Linked DNA regions of Rattus norvegicus: region 1 is linked to region 2. The links are chromatin contacts, called in public Hi-C maps. All regions are on one chromosome and are shown on one strand. The core of a region is the stretch at or near the end of the contact, and the rest is flanking DNA. Distances in the headings are between cores, read along the strand shown.

Region 1 (4,420 bases), core at 1,011-3,510, 310 kb after region 2:
CGCCCTTCTGGAGCATTCCAAACCAGCCCTGTGTTGACTTCTTAGGACGCAAAGCCGGTCTTTCTTTTCTTCGTGTGTGTGTGTGTGTGTGTGTGTGTGTGTGTGTGTGTGTGTGTGTGTGTGTGTGTGGTGGGGGGTGGGGGTGTCAATTTGGCCCCAAGACCAGGCAGTGATAGTGGACACGCTCCTGCACGGTGTGGATCTCCGCAACTGCCTCTCCCTTAGCTTTCCCTCAACACCAACAAAACTCAAAACTGAAGTGGGAAGGAAGAGGAGAGCGAAGAAACAAATTCCAAGGATCCCCCGGACAAAGTTGGGCTTGGTTTTTTTTTCTTTCTTTCCTTTATTTTTACTTACAAACAAAAAAATGCCATAATAATAAACCCAAACATAGACTCAGCTTGCTGCTACCTTCTCAATGTGGTTTGGCCGGGCGGGTAATTTACAAGCCGGCCGGCGACTGAAACTCCGCTCGCTTGCTCGCTCGCAGCCGCAGCCGCAGGAACTGCATCCCTTCTCACCCAAAGAAACAAGGGGGTTATGATTCATGATCAACAACATGCTAAAGTTAAACAAGAAAAATGGTACAAAATAGAAATTATTACCATACATGTCCAGCATGCAGGATTAATATTTTTAATGCAGATTTTCGTATTTTTTCTATATAATCGAGCAGGCATTAAAACTGATGAGATTTTTTTTTTCCTTCGCGCGCCGAAAGTCCTAACTGAGGCCCGCGTCTCCGGCTGAGAGCCAGTGTTCACCATACTCTGGACAGACAGAGCTGTCCGTTTTTCCTTCCTTAGCTCAGCCTTGCCTCGCGCCCACGGGGACTCCAGAGTCCCTCTCCTCTCCTCTGCTCTTCCTGGGGGCGAACTGAGTTCTGGGCTGCAAAGCGGCGGCCCTGGCACTCACAAAGTTCTCAGAGCCAGAAGTGTCCGGACGGCCTTGGCGACTCCTTGGAATATGCCTCGCGGGCTTCCAGCTTGGAGAAAAGTTACTCCGGGACCTCCCACCGCCCGGGTCTCTCTAACTCTGCCCAAGTCTAAGAGGCTGCGCTGCCCTCTTCTTAGCCAAGGTGCTCTACCCGCCCGTGCTCCCGCCCGTCTCCCGCGGCCCGCGCGTCCTTCCTCCCTCTAGCTCGAGTCAGGCAGGTCAAGGCCGGGGCCATGGCAGGGACAGGGAGTCCAGGGCTGGGGACACAGGATAGGGAGTCCGGGCCAGGGCAATGGCGGGGGCCGGGACCCGCTACGACTCACAGAAAGAACTCAGGAGAGGAGGGGCTGTCGCTGGTGGAGCCCGCCTCCCTGAAGCCGGAGTTGGCGAGTTTCTCGCACTTGACCTTGTAGGCGTCTCTCTCGCGGGCCAGCCGGGACACCTCCTGCTTAAGCTGCTCCACCTGCTGAATGAGCTGCGTCTTCTCGTTCTCCAGGTGATGTTTCTGCTGGACGCGTTTATACCTGCACGACTGGGCGTAGCCCCGGTTCTTCAGGGTCCGCCGCTTCTGCTTCAGGCGGATCACCTCGTCCTTGGTGAAGCCCCGCAGGTGGCGGTTCAGCTCACGCACGGACATGGACACCAGCTGGTCGTCAGAGAAGCGGTCCTCCACACTACCGTTGCTGCCCGCAGCCGTCGCCGCGGCTGCCGCGTGCGGTCCCGGCCCCGGGTGACTAGTGGGCAGCTGTTGCGCCGGACTGGCAGCGCTGGACGGCGGCGGTGATGCTTGGTGATGGTGGTGATGGTGCGGGTGAGCGTGCGGGCCCAGCTCATCGTGAGTCACACCGGCTCCTGGGTACCCGTGGTGCGGATGAGGGTGGTGGTGGTGGTGATGGTGGTGCGCACTACGGAAGCCGTCGAAGCTCTGCAGCGGCTGTGGCACTGGGTGCGAGCCGATGAGCGCCTCCACCGCGTCCTCGGGTGTCAGGTTGAGTGCCTCGGGATTCATCTGCTGGTAGTTGCTCGCCATCCAGTAGAGGTCCTCGAGATGGGTCTTCTGTTCAGTCGGACTGAAGCTGGGAGAAGAAGGCACGGAGCTGCACGGTGTGCTGAGCGGGGTGGACGACACCGAACCAGCCGGCTGCAGGCGTGTGCATGGCCGGCCGGGACGCTCCGCACGCCCCAGTGGCTCCTTCTTCACGTCGAACTTGAGAAGGTCGAAGTCGTTGACGTACTCCATGGCCAGCGGGCTGGTGGGCAGCTCTGGCCCCATGCTCAGCTCCGCGGCCATCGCTAAAAGCGAGGCTCAGCCGCCGCTGCCGCGGGGGAAACTTTGCGGCCGGCCGGGACGCGCCGAGCCAAACGCGGGGGCGAAGAGCGGCAAGCCGGGGAGGCGGGGAGCCGAGGGCGCAGCGGGCCGGGGCCGCCGGCCAAGCCTTTGTCTGGGGACGCGGCGGCGCGCCGGAGAGTCCTCCCGAGGCTGCCTGAGCTGCCCCGGAGCTCGGGGCTGCGACCGCGCCGGGAACGAGTCAGGTCGAGCCGGGGCAGGGTAGAGAAGCTGGCGAGGTGCGCGCAGGGGCAGAGGGGAGGCGCAGGGCAAAGCGCCCGCCGCTCGCTCTCCGGCTCTTTGGCTCTAGGGCTTTCTTGCTTGCAGCCGCTCGCAGCCCGGCGGTGCAGCTGTGCAGGAGCTGGCGCCGCCGCCTCCTTTTATCGCTTCCTGATGTCACTGGAGCGCGGGGGCCCAAGCGGCCCGGCGAGTTGGCCAATGGCTGCACGGCCCCCGCGGCCCAGCGACGCTGGGCGGGGCGTGCCTGACAGCTCCCCCGCCCCCCGCGTCAGCTGACTAGAGGCCGGAGGAGCCCCGAAGCGGCTGAGGCCTGGAGGAGGGCTGGAGCCGAGTGGGACGGACCGCCTGGTCCCAACCCCCAACACCCTCTGAGTCGAGGTTCCCGCACGCTTGCCTTCGGTGCGCGCCCCACTTCTGGACCCAGCCGCCGTTCCCACCCCCCTGTCTGCACTCACGCCTCCCTAGATACTCTTTACACTCCCACTCTCAGCCCGTGTCACCCCCACGTAGGCTCAGAATAAGCGCCGGGATGTCGCTTCCCTGGCCCTTTGTTCCCAAGCGGCCCCCGCCCAGTGGGCGACGCTCCGTGTGTCCTCGGCGCCGCGGGCCGAGTGAATGTGTGTCGTGCGTGCCTGTGTTTCTGTAGGTCTGAGCTAATGTATGCGGTGGGGGGATTGCGGGGTTGGGGCTCCAAGAGTTCTGTTCAGATCTAACTCTTAACCTCTAGGAAGGTTCCTCAGGCCAAGAGACGCTGTTCCTCTCCTAGTCGGTTCAGTGATCGAGCTCAGAAGACAGAGCTCCAGTAGTCTCGCCCTCCGTACATTCGCCCCCCACCCCCAAAAATGCTCCCAAAGAAGGTAAACAAAAAGAAAAAGAGTCGGCCCAAAGGCTCTGAATACCTTTCACTTGCCAGTCGTGTGGAAACCTGACAACTCCGAGGTTCGGAGCTGAGACCAACAGCGGTCTGTGCACTCAGTGGCTCTGGGATGCTGGGGAGCCGGGCCCTGTTTTTGTCTGAACATTTTGTAAGGATTAAGCCGAGCCAAGCTTCTGACGGCTGCAGGGAGATTCAAACAGGCATAAAGTGCGACCCCAAGTGGCCACGGGACGCAAAGGCGCCCTGAACTGGTTAGTTCTGTACGGGAAGGCTAGGACCGCGCCTCCGACCCGTGCAGGTCCTACTGACTGACCCGACCAAGCCAGGCCTGAACTCAGGCTGAGTGCGCCCTGGAATCCAGGGCAGACCCCTCTGAAACTATGCACAGGCCCTCCGATCCCATCTTCGGACTCAACCACTAACCCTCTCCGGTCACTTTTTCTGAAATTCCGTATTCTGAATTCCACACCTTCGAGGTGTGCTTATGGGCTACTCCCCTCGAGGGAGGAAGGTCCTGAGCTGGAAAGATCAGAGTCCTAAAATGAAAACGCCAGGTAAAGAGGGTCCAGGGCTACCGGGTGAGAAACTTCTCCGGAGCGCAGACGGGAGGCGGAACGCAACACACTAGGCTTTCAGACAAGGCTGTAGGGCGCCGACAGAGACTCCCTACCCTGCCAGAAGGGCTGGAAATGTAGGGCTTTCCTCAGACCCCGACCCCAACACCCAAAGTGAATAGATGTCGAATTCGCTGCATCCGGAGATCCGACCCGCCTCCCACGTCGCTTTCTGCTTCCAAGCTCAGGACGCGGAAAGATGAGCGGAGGAAAGCGCGCTGGGTGAGTGTGTCCTGGCTGCCCTCCGCACCGGACCTGCCCGCCAACGTCGCGCAAGGGGGCCAGTGGCCCGCAGCACTGACAACCAGATCAGACCTTTTCCCCTCTCACAGAAAGAAAAATTTGCCTCCGATCAATAAAAAAAGCCTTTTCTCCCCTCTTAAATCCTTAGGAAAGACGGGGCAGAGAGTGGTCTAGGGAGCCTAA
Region 2 (4,258 bases), core at 1,327-3,826:
TTAGTTCATAGTTCAAGCTACAACTACTCATCACGGAAGGGAGTCAAGGCAGCCATAATTAAGATAGGACGTCCCACATCGATGAACATTATCAAGGTATAACCAGAAGCTCTTCCCGGGTGGTTCTAGATTCTGTCCAGTTAACAATTGCTATTAACCACCACATATGCCAAGAGATTTGATTTTGTTAACGCACACCACAAAAAGCAAATCCATTGGCAAGTTAGAAGAACTTCTGAGCAAAGCTAGGAAGATAAGTAAAAAAACTATTGACGATATAAGTGTTTAGTTACAGGAAAGTAAATTTTGAAAAGGAAATGGTGAATTGTCCCAGGTAGAAACAGAGAATACATAGAAATTAAAGTTCACACCTTTGTGCTACACCTGTAGGAATTAATAGTTATCCCCTTGTTTGTTGGCAAGATGTCTATCCTGTACCCTTGAGGAAAAGCTCACTATGCTTTAGAAGACAGCATTCCTGGGAAGACTATTTTTATAGTTATGTGAATACCCAGAGTCAGGGCTAAATTATGATGTGGGGTTCTAGTCCTTGCAGAGATCTGAAGGAACATCTCTGTCTCTAAACACTACAAAGTTTCTGGCAGAGGACACTCTGGCCCTCTGTAACATATACAGGGGCTCACATATCCAATTTTCAGGGATGAGAACTGAACCTATATATCAAATTTTGATTTTGCCTACATTGTATTATCCCACTTCCGTATGCCCTAGAAGTTGACAGAGTTCCTCAGTTGTGCTTCCAAACATAAGTCAGTGAAAGTGTGTGTAGAAACCTCATGAGTATGTATGACTATGTGTAAATTATGTGTGTGCATAAATACCACACTACTACTATTCCATGTGTTTGTTATGTGGTGGGACAACTTTTGGATGAGGCAACATGGTGATTTATGAACAACCGTTCCAGCCAGTGGCTAGTGTAGACATCAACACAGATGATCCTGAGAAACACTGATGTAGAAATAAAACATCTTTTTTCTGAAGAGAAACAGAAGAGGGGTGCATCTGGGGGAAGAGGGGAGATGGTGGAAGGGAGCTGGGAGGAGAGGAGGGAGTAGAAACTGTAGTGATACACTGTATGAGAAAGGAATACATTTTTTAAAAATCTGAAGTGGGGAACCAAGAAGTTGGTGTGGTCTTTCCTAGTGACGAGGTATGAAATTGGGAGGTTCAGGAAGGCTTCTAGAAGGAGCTGGCCTTTGATGTGAATTCTAAACACAGAGATCCACTACCCAGGATGAGTTACTTCACAGGTAGAAGTAGAGAAACTTATTTCTGACAGACGTGAGAGATGACACTGAGGAGGTTGAGAACACATTCCTGTTTGCTGGGCCTGGGATTAGGGAAAATGTGAGTGAAAACTATGACAGGGAAGTTTGTTTAAGGCACACCATAGGCAACGGGGACATGAGCTGTGAATTCAAAGTATTAGTCTGCAGGTGAGGGTGGCCACTGAGGACAGTGATGGAGCTAAAATAAATCTTTCCCTTCACTAAATTGTTTCTGTCTGCTATTTTGTCATGGTTATGAGGAAAGTGACTAATACAGAGAATGAAAGGCAGATTGAAGAGTAAGGGGTAAATTAGCCTCCTCATTTAATCCTCATGGCACTGAGTACAATGCCAATGCATCTCAGTACAGTTTAGAGGCAAGCTGTGTCTGTAAATCTGGTTCTCAACAGGGAAGGAAGTCGAATATATCTTTCTTACATTTTCAGACATGTGTTGAACTCATTTAAAATGCTGTTTGAAAATTCCTTATAACTTTTTAACATTTTCTCCAGTCACCTCAAGTCAAAGCCTAGTGGACATCATGAGCCATTTCTAGAATTTATTTTAAAAAAAATTACCATCTTATTTACTGATCTAAAGCACTCAAGAGATACTAGAACTCAGGCACTTAGAAGAGGAGCTTGCTTACAGTTCCAGAAGGCTAGCTTGCCCACACTGACTTCTACCCTCATGTTCTTCCCACAGTATCTTGGCCTAGAGTATTCTGTGGTAATGGTCACAATCAAAAGTTTAGACATTCTCATGTTTTGATCTTAACCAAAAAATAACTTGATTGGTTAACTAAACAATTGTCTGTTTGCACATTGGTTTATAAATCAGAAACTCAAAACTAGCCTGCTAACGAGTTTACACAGATGACACATTTAGACTAAGTTAGCCGTGTCGTGAACACTCCCTGTGCAGACTACTGAAATTTTAACCTATCTTTTTTTTTTAAAAAAAAAAAAAAGCCACTAATTTCAGTTCTAAACATCCCATTCTAGCTTCCCCAACCTTCCTTCTTGGACTCTATGTTGTCCTTGTCCCGAGAAGTTTGGTAATCCTGGATATGCTCTTTCTCCATTAGATACAGCCACCCCTGCTCTGGTCTCTGCCTCAGGCCTGCTTTTCATTGGGCGCTGTTTTTAGAATTGAAGCCCCATCCTGACCTCCAATCTATCTGGCTGGGCCTCAAACACCTGTTCAGCCTACACATTGGTGCCATTCTCTAAGCAAGGCAACCTGCCTAGAACCTGACCCTGCATGACTGATTACCCCTTGTAGGACACTCCACTGCCATCTGTGGGCCCCGGATCAGATCCCTGTAGATTTATTTCCAGACTGGCAAGAGTTGTGGTCACTTGTCCCAGTTTCTTAGCACCTAAATGCAAGCCTGCCCCATCTTGACTTCCTCCCTTTCTTTTACACAGTCTCTGAGTTCACAGCCTGGGCGTTTTAAGGCATTGGGAGGGGAGAGATCTCAGAAATCTAAACTCTGCAGTCTACAAATGAGGAACTGTGGCTCAGGGAGGGGAAGCACATTCCCCCTTGTCACACCCAGAGCATGTAACAGATGTGAGATTCAAGTCCAATGACTGAGCAGCAAGTGGCCAGGAACCTGGTTAGAATGCCAGGGTTGGGGCCTCTCTCTGGTGGCCTTTCATCATCTACAAGGACATTTCTTTCTGCGACCACACATTTAGCAGGTGATGTCTTTTTATAAAAGTAGTCAAGGTCTTCTATTTTAAAAGAGAGCCACCTCCTTTTCCAGGATCCAGGAATGGTCATGGTATTATGGTCTGTTTGTAGCTTCTGATAGCTGCCACACAGGATGAAGAAGAGTCACTGGAAATCTTGTCACGAGAAAAGAGTTGGCACTTTTCTTTCCTTCCATTTTCTGTGACCTAAAAGAAGGTTTAGGACCAAAGGGTCCATATAGTTATCAATTCATCACATCCTCCTGGCTTTGATAAAACCTACTCATTGATTCAACGAGCTGTTTGGATTGTTAATAAGAGTCCTTACAGCCATATCCAGAATGGTGTAGAGACAGACAGACAAACACATGCAGAACCTGACCAGGAAAATGTGTGCTTAGTGTAATTTGGCGTGTATTCTATATAATTGTGGGGGATGGTCTTTACTTATTCTCTTCGGTACCGCTAGAGCCTTTATCTGGATGTTTCCATATATGACCAAATTCTGAATTGAGAAATTAGCCCAGAGTTGAAATCTCCTTAAATTCCATCTCCTTTGTCCTCTATCTATTGACATGTAGTTTTTGATAGGGCAGACGAAGTCGACAGACTGCTCCTAACATTTACCAAACAAAGAACTCTGTCCTGATTGAGAGAGAGAGAGAGAGAGAGAGAGAGAGAGAGAGAGAGAGAGAGGAGAGAGAGAGACAGAGACAGAGACAGAGACAGAGACAGAGACAGAGAGAGAGAGCTGTGTGTGTGTGTGTGTGTGTGTGTGTGTGTGTAACCATAAGCTAGACCAGTAATATGCAAGTGCTTCGCACATCATTAAAGCATTTAAATCTCCTTCTGAATGCACACTGCAGATCCTTCAGACCCAAGGGAGGCTGGGTGGGTTCAGTACAGATGGCCAGTTGCATGCCTCGTCTCCATGACATGGGAGCACAGGTATCGCTAGATCCAGAGAGATCTTAAGATCAATAAAATAATGAACCTTTATCAGAAAAGACTGTTTGTAAACAACAAAACGCAAACATGGTGGACACGTGGAGACTATTTTCAAATACTAGTCATGCTTTCAGATATGATTCTGATTCAGGTATGAACCTTCCCTTCTGTGCTGGCTGATTTGGGGAAGTATTGTGACTTCTTTCACTGTGTTCAGAATGAGATAAGGTGTTGCCCTGCATTCCCTGTGCTACCAAGACCAATTTCTAAGGTTCTGAAGAGACTTTGAAAAAGGCGGTTGACTAGATTGATCAGGGAGAC

Evidence for each region. Hi-C and Micro-C count contacts between places; a contact is called where the count stands out from the background.
Region 1: a Hi-C map of psoas muscle shows a contact between it and region 2, with 2.3 times the contacts expected there. The contact joins the promoter of Mafb here to the enhancer-like site in region 2. A contact is called at or near these places in 2 of 12 Hi-C or Micro-C datasets (hepatocytes and psoas muscle).

The regions. Positions count from the first base shown.
Region 1 is chr3:169,417,550-169,421,969 of GRCr8, forward strand. Mafb (MAF bZIP transcription factor B) reads right to left here and starts at 2,261. Exons shown (of 1, transcript NM_019316.2): 1 at 341-2,261. The coding sequence starts at 2,227. The coding sequence ends at 1,256.
Region 2 is chr3:169,102,420-169,106,677 of GRCr8, forward strand. No RefSeq gene overlaps it. Among named protein-coding and RNA genes, the nearest start is that of Mafb, 320 kb to the right of the region's middle. Within about 2 kb of position 2,577, at least 4 of the 93 cell types and tissues checked have an H3K27ac peak or open chromatin away from gene starts, as enhancers often do.